2 separate regions of the Nothobranchius furzeri genome follow, and region 1 is linked to region 2. Evidence: chromatin contacts called from public Micro-C data. All regions are on one chromosome and are shown on one strand. Each heading gives the region's core, a stretch centred on a gene start, on an enhancer-like site or on the middle of the called end of the contact. The rest is flanking DNA. Distances are from core to core; before and after follow the strand shown.

Evidence for each region. A called contact is a pair of places that touch in the nucleus more often than the background predicts.
Region 1: a Micro-C map of tail fin shows a contact between it and region 2, with 8 times the contacts expected there. The contact joins the promoter of eci2 here to the promoter of sugct in region 2. A contact is called at or near these places in 2 of 2 Hi-C or Micro-C datasets (skeletal muscle and tail fin).

Annotation. Positions count from the first base shown.
Region 1 is chr7:64,575,799-64,581,152 of NfurGRZ-RIMD1, forward strand. It overlaps eci2 (enoyl-CoA delta isomerase 2), which reads right to left and starts at 1,482. Exons shown (of 11, transcript XM_070553534.1): 1 at 1,272-1,482. The coding sequence starts at 1,327. xrcc2 (X-ray repair complementing defective repair in Chinese hamster cells 2) reads left to right here and starts at 3,429. Exons shown (of 6, transcript XM_015941199.3): 1 at 3,429-3,582; 2 at 4,655-4,736; 3 at 4,827-4,862; 4 at 4,942-5,091; 5 at 5,179-5,354. The coding sequence starts at 3,562.
Region 2 is chr7:64,382,747-64,387,742 of NfurGRZ-RIMD1, forward strand. sugct (succinyl-CoA:glutarate-CoA transferase) reads left to right here and starts at 2,732. Exons shown (of 16, transcript XM_070553531.1): 1 at 2,732-2,938; 2 at 4,707-4,752; 3 at 4,823-4,896; 4 at 4,973-4,996. The coding sequence starts at 2,806.

The sequences.
Region 1 (5,354 bases), core at 232-2,731, 190 kb after region 2:
TTGGTCTGTGGGAGGAAACCAGAGAAAACCCTTGCATACACGTGCCAACTCCACGCAGTAAGCCAGACGTTGGGATTTGAACCGACGACCTGCATTACTGTTTTAAACTGGAGTAGGCACACTCACAGCGCTGATCTGGAGTCTGTGGATGGAGCTGATTGGAGTGTAGACTGGCTGTAACTCTCACCCCAGGCTGATCTCAGACCTTTACCGAGTCTTCCATGACCCTGGGGAAGTTCCAGACGACGGTCCGACTGCATCCTCATCAGCGATAAGCGCTGAAACAAGCCAACCACGTTGCTGTATGTTGAAGCTCTACTTGGAACCTTGTTGAGATCCAACCATGCAGATTAGGATTTTGGCCCTTTTCCAAACGGTCATAAACTTTTGATCATGACTGCATCAGTTTCCAGTGGCGGAAACGTGTGTGGAGCGCTGGTGGTTTATCCAATCAGCTGAGAGGAGAAGCTCCAACTCTGAAGACCTTTAGGGAGTCAGACCTCCATCTTTCATTCTTTTGACCATGTGACCTTTTTAAGCTAGTGCGATTATCTTTTATTTGCATGACTTTAGTCAGATAAAATAATACCCGTATGTATGCTTAAGAAAACATTACGGAGGTTGTCGAAGTATTCCAACCACCGACCCACAACGTCCAGAGCAGATTCAGCAGCATGCCGTCCTCACTAGCGCGCTGCTCTCCTCCTGAGATGGACCAGAACCTCCTCACAGCTGTAGGTGAACATTTATTCCAGTAATATTCTTAATCAGGCTGACAGTAAAACTACAAACGTTCTCTTGTTGGGTAGACTCTTGCAGGTGTGGGGGCGGACCTGCTGATCTCAGACCTGTTCAACCTTCACTTGACCATGGCCGCCAGGTCATCAGCTGATCTGGGACAAAGGTCGCTTCTAACCGACACCGGCTGTCCCGTTAAAGCACCAAACGCCGGCCCGACTGCAAAAACACCAAACACGTTCTTAACAGGTGTTGTGTCGATATGAGTTCCCCCGTCTGTCTCCCCCCCAACTGCGAGTCTGACCCTAGCCCTAAGCAAACACAAAGCCGTGTTAAACAGTCATTTCATAAATATAAATATGCATAGCATAACTTTTGGTGACAGCGGGGTTTTGGTTGGAGTGATGGTTGTTATTGTGAGTGGATGGTTCCAATCCGCAGCTGGCTGGAAAAGAGACAGATCTCGACGGGGGAACTCATATCGACACAACACACGTTCCAGCAGCTAGCTAACGAGAAGCTCCAAACATTACCTTCTAAGTTTGATGAAGCGCCACACAGCAGCACTTCTCTGGGCGACGCCGGCCATTTACACCCAGGACTCAGTCCAAGGTTCGGCAGAAAGAACGGAACCAGAGTAAACACAGAGGCTAACAGCTACGGGAGAGGCTAACCGCTACTAATGAACTAGACTCGCGAGCGATACGACAGGGAACCAAGTGCAGTGGCTGGCCACACCCTCCCTAGTGCCTCTTCTTCTTCTGGTGTTTTATTGGCGGTTGGCAAACAACGAATGGTGCGTTACCGCCACCTACTAGTGTGGAGTGTGGTCTGGAACAGCGCTCATAAAACAAAATCAAACAGGGGAAAGAAAGAAAAAAAATACATATATATACACAAAGATACACACACATACATACACATATATATACAAATACATATATACATCAAAGTCTCCCAAACATCCTTATCTCTTTTAAAAACTGAAATAAAATCAGAAAACAGTCACTTTTTGAATTCTGTCTCAATAAATCAATACGGTCTAGTTTCAGTTTGATCTGACTAAGATTTTGAATCAATGTCCTTCTTCCTGCCTGATACTTCCGACATTGTAATATAACATGAACTATAGTTTCTTCTTCTCCACAATAATCACATTTCCCTGTACTATGTTTCCCTACCATGAATAATGTATTGTTTAACCCAGTATGTCCAAACCTTAGTCTAGAAATGATCACCTCCTCTCTCCTAACCCTTCCAGGGTTTCTCATTTCACCTACTCTTCTTTGAATTTTATACAACCATCTACCCTCCTCTCCTCCTCCCATTGTTTTTGCCATTTTTTTCTTCATTTATTGCCTTATTATGCTCTTCATCTCTTTCTGACAAAATCGAACATCTAACTGAACCGAAGTATTTATAGCTTCCTTAGCCATCATATCAACTTCTTCATTTCCACTGATTCCACAATGAGCTGGAATCCATAAAAATGTACTGTAAGTCCCATCATGTTTATTCTATAAAGTGTCAGCTGAATCTCTAGGAGTATGTCTGGTCTGCTTTCTGAATGGCTGTACTTTAAACTGGTTAATGATGAGCTGGAGTCTGAACAAATAACTGAGAATAATGGTCGGGTTTCTTCCACCCATTGAACTCCCTATGCATCTACCAATTAGCAGCTACTTTGAATGAGGGAGAGCGAGAGGAGAGCACTCTGACCCTTTTTCATCAAGTCTTTTGAAATTTGGTATTTCTACATGTCATCGCGTTGGGGGGGGGGGGGGGGGCATTGCCCCTCCCTACATCCGGGCTCGGCTGTAGCCTGGTGGTCCTGTCTCTGCTGTCTGCTGTTCTAGTTCTGCACAAATGTTTCAATAATAAGAAATTATCTTAATTATGTGTGTTTGTTCCTTTTCTCTAAGCATATGTGCCTTAACGAGGAAAGTTCCCCACTGTGGGAACAATAAAGTTCAATTTAATTCAGTTTATTTCTGTAGCTCCACATCAGGACCAGAGTCGTCTCAAGGACCTTCACACAGTCCATCACAGGTCAGGTCATTAAGCCAATCAGTAAACAGTTTCCTACATAAGGAACCCAGCAGCTTGCATCGAGTCACTGACTAGTGTCAGAGTCTTTACAGCAATCCTCAGAAGGCATGCAGCGACAGTGGAGAGGAAAACTCCCTTTTAACAGGAAGACACCTCCAGAGAATCCTGGCTCAGTATAAGCAGCCATCCTCCACGACTCACTGGGGATGGAGAAGACAGAGCAGGCACACACACACACACACACACTTGTGCGTGTGTGTGTGTGTGTGTGTGATTAAAGGGTAAATACACTACTATACTAATATCTATCTATCTATCTATCTATACAAATATACATATATACATACATATATATCTATATATGTATGTATATAGATAGATAGATAGATAGATAGATAGATAGATAGATAGATAGATAGATAGATAGATAGATAGATAGATAGATAGATAGATAGATAGATAGATGATAGAGAAACTGAAAGAGGGAAATCAGTTTTGTCATTTAAAAACTAAATGTAGTCTTTCATTCTAGAACTCACTAGCTGAGATTTATTTCTTTATTATCAAAGTAGTTTTATTCTGAAGACCATTCACAACTTCCTTTCTAATACTCTTATTGTGAAAAGCTTTGTCGGAAATGATGCACCGGTGCGCGGGAAAACGGTTACTGCGTCAGTAAAACTGTTTTCAACAAACCGATAACGGGTCGTTTAGCGCAGCGGAAAACCGGACAAGAAACAGATCTGCGCCACAGCTGAGGAAGAGGAGGATGAAATGAGCGAAAGCGGAACTCAGGTGAGTCTGAAGCTGGCGGGTTATGCGGGTTTGTGTGAAACTAGCGAGCTTTGTCCTCGCCATCACCGGAACAGTTCAGCAGCCCAGGCTGTAATGTCCAATAATCGGAAGGTTGCTCCGACCAGAGACAGCTGCCGTTGTGTCCTTGGGCAAAACATTTAACCCACCTTGCCTGCTGGTGGTGGTCGGAGGGACAGCCCGCCCCAGGGCAGCTGTGGCTCCACCATGGCTCATCCCCACCAGGGTGTGACGATTGTGAAGCGCCCTGGGGGGTTGTAGAACCCTAAGAGCTGGCCAAGTAAAGTCCGAAAGGGTTCAGAAGATGGCAGCTTCTCATCCGGGGAGCTTTGTTTACTCTGACTGGAAAATGGGAAAGTCCAGCTTATCAGCTGTAGCTCTCTGTTGTTGCCTAACGAGCAGAAACTACCTCCGAATACTCCCCCTCCCCACCTATAATGAGTACAGCCTCCATTGTGTGGCAGTAGTTGTGATTAGATGCAGGAGGGTGCGACCCAGACTCAAGCTGTGTAGGAATGAGATCCAAAGCTGGATTATAGGTAATGGAAAGGTGAAATGTAAGCCCCGCCCCTATTCAAAGTGGCGTTTTCACGTTTGACATAGTTTCCTTTACTCCTCTCACACCATCTACCGTCTACAAGACTGTGACTCAGGGTCCCAGTATGACCGTCAGTCCAGTCATGAGTCGTTTAATGTACACACACACACACACACACACACACACACACACACACACACACACAAAGAAGTTTTGTCCCGTGCAGAATGTCAACGCGATGTCTTAAGCATGGAGGACGGAAAACGTCCCTCTGCACCTGTGTTCAGGGACTCCCAGCCGTCTGCAGGAGGCAGCAAGTCCTTCATCACTGACGGGTTTATTCTGTTAGGATCTCATCTTAGCTGATGTTCGGATCCTCCTCCTCACACATGAAGCTCTTGATGATCAGGCTCCACCATACACCTGTGATCTGGGACCAGGCTCCAAGGATAACAAGATGTTTGTGTTATCTGGATAACCTGTGGACACTTTGTCCATGTCCATGTGTCTCTGCAGCTGTTTGCTCGTCTGGACGCTCGGCGCTGTCTGAAGGACATTGAACCTCGTGTGTTCCCTGATAATGGAGGACCTGACCACGGTTAATAGCCACGCCCACTCCCTACCAGCTAATAAATGCTGCTATCTGACCAGGTATCACTGACTGGAATGTTTGTGTTTAACCTGACAGGTGAGGTGGTGGAGGTGTACGGAGCGGAGGGGACAGGTGACGTCTCCAGCAGCCCACCAGGTGACCTGCTCAGACTCACCTGTGACCTCTGGCTGAGACTGAATGTTATTTCCAGGTAAGACAGAGCTGCTCTACCACCTGCTGTGTCGCTGTGTGCTGCCCAAGGAGACCGGTGGTCTGGAGGTGGACGTTGTGTTTGTGGACACGGATTACAGTCTTGACATGTCAAGACTTGTCAGCATCCTGGATAGCAAACTGAGCTCAGGTAACACTCACAGGTGTCAGACAGCTGGATCCAGATTCAGATCTGAGTCCTGGTCCAGAACCGTGCTGAAGTTCTACCTGTGTCCAGGTCTTTCCACTTGCTCCACCTCTGCTGGATCAGATGAGGCGGTTCTGCGTTCCTGTCTTTCTCGCCTCCTCGTCGTCCACTGCTCCTCCTCCTCCCAGCTTCTGCTCACACTTCACTTCCTGGAGACCACCTTATCTTCACGGCCAAGCGTGGCACTCCTCCTCATTGACAGCATC
Region 2 (4,996 bases), core at 1,482-3,981:
GGATAATGGTGTTGAGTGTCTCCGCACTGACGCAGACGGAGAAGCATGAACCAGGCTTACGTCACCACCGACGCCATCATCTCAGCTGGAGTACGGGTGTGAATCAGGGCGTTGTATAGTTCCGTTCAGGGACCTGGAGCCGACCGGAGGGGTCGGAGCCTGTTGTCCTGCTGGAAGGTGATTCTCCTTCCCAGGATTTAGCTCCTCCCTAACCAACTCTGTCCCCCACATGCCTGCTGTGTCCTCCACATGCCTGCTGTGTCCCCACGTGTCTGCTGTGTCCCCCACGTGCCTGCTGTGTCCCCTGCATGTCTACTGGAAACTGCAAATTGGACTTTTCATGTCTGTCTGTCAACAACGGCCTCCTTACCACTCTTCCATCTAGGCCAGAGTGTGGAGGATGTGACTCCCAGTGTCCAGTGGACAGAGTGTCCCACCTGAGCTGTGGACTTGTGCAGCTTCTCCAGAGTGGTCTTCTTGGAAGCGTCTCTGAGCAGAATTCTCGTCTCTTGTCTGCTAGTTCAGGTGGACGACCGTGTCCTGGAGGGTTGGGGTGCAGCAGGTTAACGTCTGCTGAGTTCTTGGTCTGCATGATGTGTTTTCCAGAGAACCACAGCAGGTGAGCTTATGAGGAGACTCTGTGGGGTTGGATTCCACTTCACATGTGTGTGCTACTTAGTGCTGGTCAGTCACGTACGGTTCTGGTCTTGACCTCCTGCTGACCCCTCCAGGACAGGCTACACGTGGCAGAGGTGAGGTGGTGCCCTCTCCTCAAAAACACATCTGGGGTCCATCTGACCCCATGAGGAACACGGGTGGGTTAGGGTGTCTCAGGTCACTGGGTGTGAATGCTTTTGCAGAGCGCTGTAGATCCTGCAGGGTTGTGGTTCTGGAGAACTGGAGTCTTTCGTGGAGCTGGAGCTCAGGAGCACCCAGATTCTGGTGCTGAGTGAGCCCACGCGGGGCTGATGAGGGTCTGAAGAGTCTGGTAGAACCTGGGTAGGGGGGTGGACTAGGAATCTGGTCCTTCCTTCCCCGTTGTCAAACCAAAAGCTGCTCCGTCAGGAACGTCTGGAACAAAACATACACAAGGAGAAAAATGCACAGACAACAAAGTTTCTTCTTAATGTTATTTATTGTGTAATAAATGCAATACAAGCGTTCTGCAACCAGACGGTGAGCCGTGCTGGACCTACAGTCGCAGGACTTTTCCAGACATCGGACCGCCGCCCCTCTCTTTACACCTCAGCTGCTTCACGGCCGCTGTCAGAGCCACACGGGGCCTGCAGGAACGCAGGCCCTCCTCACAGCTGCCATATGCTCAGAACGGACGTAGTAAAGGTGCTGCAGCGTAGAGTTTAATGAGGATAAATCTTTCCTGGCACGTTTTCTGTCATTTAGCAGGAAAACCTGGAGGAACATCCAGCTGTGAGATGTTTCAGTCTGACAGCAGCTGAAGAGACTTTGGTGTAAAAGAGGAGAAAGCCTCAGTGACCCCGCCCCCTTACTGTTTTAGACACAATAATTACTATTATAACATGGGTACATATAAATATATATATACATATACTTTTTAGTACTTTGAGTTGAAACGATTTTTAGTATTTTGCAAATACATGTCTGTGTATAAACAGAAAAGCCTCCTGTAATAAACAAGTTTAATACTGAATCAGCTGTTGCGTGTTTGTTGGTACCACACACACACACACACACACACACACACACACACACACGCACACACACACACACACACGATCCACTGCCGTTCCTGAGTTCAGCTGGTAATGAACTCCAAAGGGATGGGGCAGCTTACTGCGTATGACTCGTCTTTGTCAACGAGAAGGTTCTGGTGCTGATCCATACTGGTCTGCTGCCATGAAACGCATGGAACAGCTGCGAGAAAGTCACCTTTTCCTTAAAAATGTGACTGCAGTACCCACCTTTGACCACAGGATGTCATTCTTACTTCATAACGTTTATGCTTTAAAATAGAAAAAAAAAAGTTAAAATTATTAACTTTATATTTGACCAACAAAAGATTAAAACCTGATGTAAATAAAACTATAGAAATAAGTAGCCTCATGTGGCGCTCTCTAGTGCCAGTACTGTGTAACCATCAGAATCATAAGATTCCTGGGAGAATCTTCCAGTAAACCACCAGGTGAACACAAATGTTCTGCACATGAAGAAGTGGATCATCTGAATCCAGAGGTTAGAAATAAAACACATCTGCATTTCCTCAACGCTCCTCACTGGAGCTCATTGCTGGCACGAGAAGTTCAGAGGAAATAATAAAAGCAGATCTAGTCTAACAACAGACGCAGGTGTCATTTTAAATGATTTATAATCCAACACGATTCTGGTTCTTTCTCTGCTCCAAAGTCACAAACGTTAAAGCTGATCAGCTTTTATCCAGCACATTTCCCTCAAAATTAAAGAGATGTTGGCTGCTTCTGTTTTTATAAAAACTACAGAGAAATGCAGTCACTAGAAGAGATCTTCCAGATGTTTGGCTGCTGAGAAAAGACAAGCAAGTTTCTCCTTGATTTAGTTTCATTTATTTTAAATTCCACATCTAAAACTAACTTTAGAGAAGAAACATTATTAATGTGTTTCTTTTAACCATGTTTACTTGATATTTTCCTTCTGAGAACAACGTGTCATTACAAATAAAGATTTATTTAAAAATCACAGCGAAACCCTCTCCTTCAACAACCCTTACTTTGAAACGCGATGACCGGAAGTAGCCTTTACCTTGATGCTAACGGCTGCTAGGATGTTAGCTTCTCGCTAACGGCCGCTAGGATGTTAGCTTCTCTCAGAACGGTTTGCCGCCGTTTCGGGGCTCGCTGCCTGTTCGGTTTCAGGCCGCTGCTGCAGCGGAAGGAACCGTTGAAGAGTCCGGGTAGCCGTCGCTGGAAGTCGGACCCGAACACAGGTATTGCATCGGAGCTACAGCTAGCAGGCTAACATTAGTCCCCTGTTCTCGGATTTGGGATTAGGTTAGGGTTAGAGGCGTCCCTCGAGAGGTCAGAGGTCAAATAAATCAGCATGTTTACAACTGTACTAAAGCTTTCTCTATTTAGTATTAATCATATTAATCAGCTGTTTAAACTTTGTTCAGGTGCGTCAAGCTGACGATGTTAACACCAACCTGGTCCTCCAGGTCCATCATCCATCACATTTTCTTCCTCATAGTCTTACTCTTCTCAACTTTTTAGGATCAATTTTCAATGTAGATTAAAAAATCTCAATGAAATAATTTTGTGTTTTTATAATATAAATTTTAGATTAGTGTACCTTTGTGTTGACCGTTTGGGCCCCTTTAGTTCAGTGATTCTCAGTCCTGGACCTGGAGGGCCGGTACCCAGCATGTTTCAGTGCTTTCTCTGCTCCATCACACCTGTGCAGCAGCTCATCAGGCTCTGCGGAAGCCTGTTAATCACCTGCTGATTAGAATCAGGTGTGTTGGAGGTTAGAAAACTCTAGAAACAGGGAACCCTGGACCTTAAGGGTTGCTATCCTGTATGTTTTGTTGTTTCCCTGCTCCAGAACACCTGGCTTTATTCAGCAGGTGATTAACAGTCTTCTCCAGGACTCGACGAGCTGCTGAACAGGTGTGTTGGAGCAGAGAAACCAGGGTGGGACACTACGGTACTGATGGGTAGATGCGGGTCCAGACTGCATCACTATGTTGGTCTACTGACACCTGCTGGATCCTGAGCATCGTTGCAGGGAAACCTTAAACCGGCTGATTCAATTGGCTGTAATACCAAAAGGATTTCACTGTATTCCATGTTGTACACCCCGCGTTATTTAATATCTGAATCCAAGTTTAAAACATCTCAGATACATAAAAATTCAATAAGAAAAACAATGTGAACGTGTTTCATAATTTGTGAAAAGGGGAACTTTTGTGAAGTAGAAGCTGCTTATGGGCCCGTCTTTCAGGTAGTCTGGGTTGTCTCTGCGCTGACGACATTCCTTTATTAATGTATGCAGGTCTAGTTGAACAAATGTGACACGTGGCCTGCAGAAGCCTGTGTGAGTGATTGTAAAAGTTGTTTAGAAGCCAAACTGATGGATCACGCTGAGAGGAACAGGATGAAACCACACCGGGTGGCCGACCCATTAACGATGGGAATTCCAGCTCTTTTTAGAGAGCCAGCTCTTTCGGCTCCTAAGTGGCTCCTCAGATTTTCTGATGCGTAGAGAACATTTATCACCAAAATAATGCTAAACTAAATGTAAATGGTTTACTAATGTAAAAAAATGCAATATATCTAATATTAATCATTTCTATGGATTTATTAACTGAACACTTTAAGAAATGTCAACTTTCCGACGGCTGGCGATCATTTTCTCACCGTCTTCGTCGCACTCTCCTCTCTCGCTCGCCCTTTTCCCCCTCCTCCTCCCCTCTCGTCTTCCTCCACCCGCATGTGCTCTGCTGTGTGTTCGAGTCTGATCCTCCCTCTTCCCCGCCCCTACTGCTCTGTGTGTGGACAGTCTGGACACGCAGTTGCACATGTTGACCAATCGCCTGTGGCTTTCACCGGGGTGGGGGGTGGGGGGGTGGGTTACGGCTCCCAATGACGATCCGGCTCCCGGCGTTCACGTCATAGAGCCGGCTCTCAGAGCCGGTTCGTTCGAGACCGACCCGTCACCGCTCTACCGTAATGTCTCACCTCTCTGCTCTGCTGCAGCAAGCCTTCGGCCACTAGAGGGCGTCCGGGTCCTGGACCTGACCAGGTGAGTGTGGCTGTAACACCTGTCCTGTAGAACGTAGGTGTCCTGTATTCATACAGCACCGTGTTTGCAGGGTTCTGGCCGGTCCGTTTGCCACCATGATCCTTGGAGACCTTGGAGCAGAGGTGATCAAAGTGGAGAGACCAGGTGAGTTTATCTTTACCTGCTTACAGGAGTTGCATTGTGGGAAACCTGATGGGTTTCTTTTGGATGTGTTGAACAGGTGGAGGCGACGACACCAGAACCT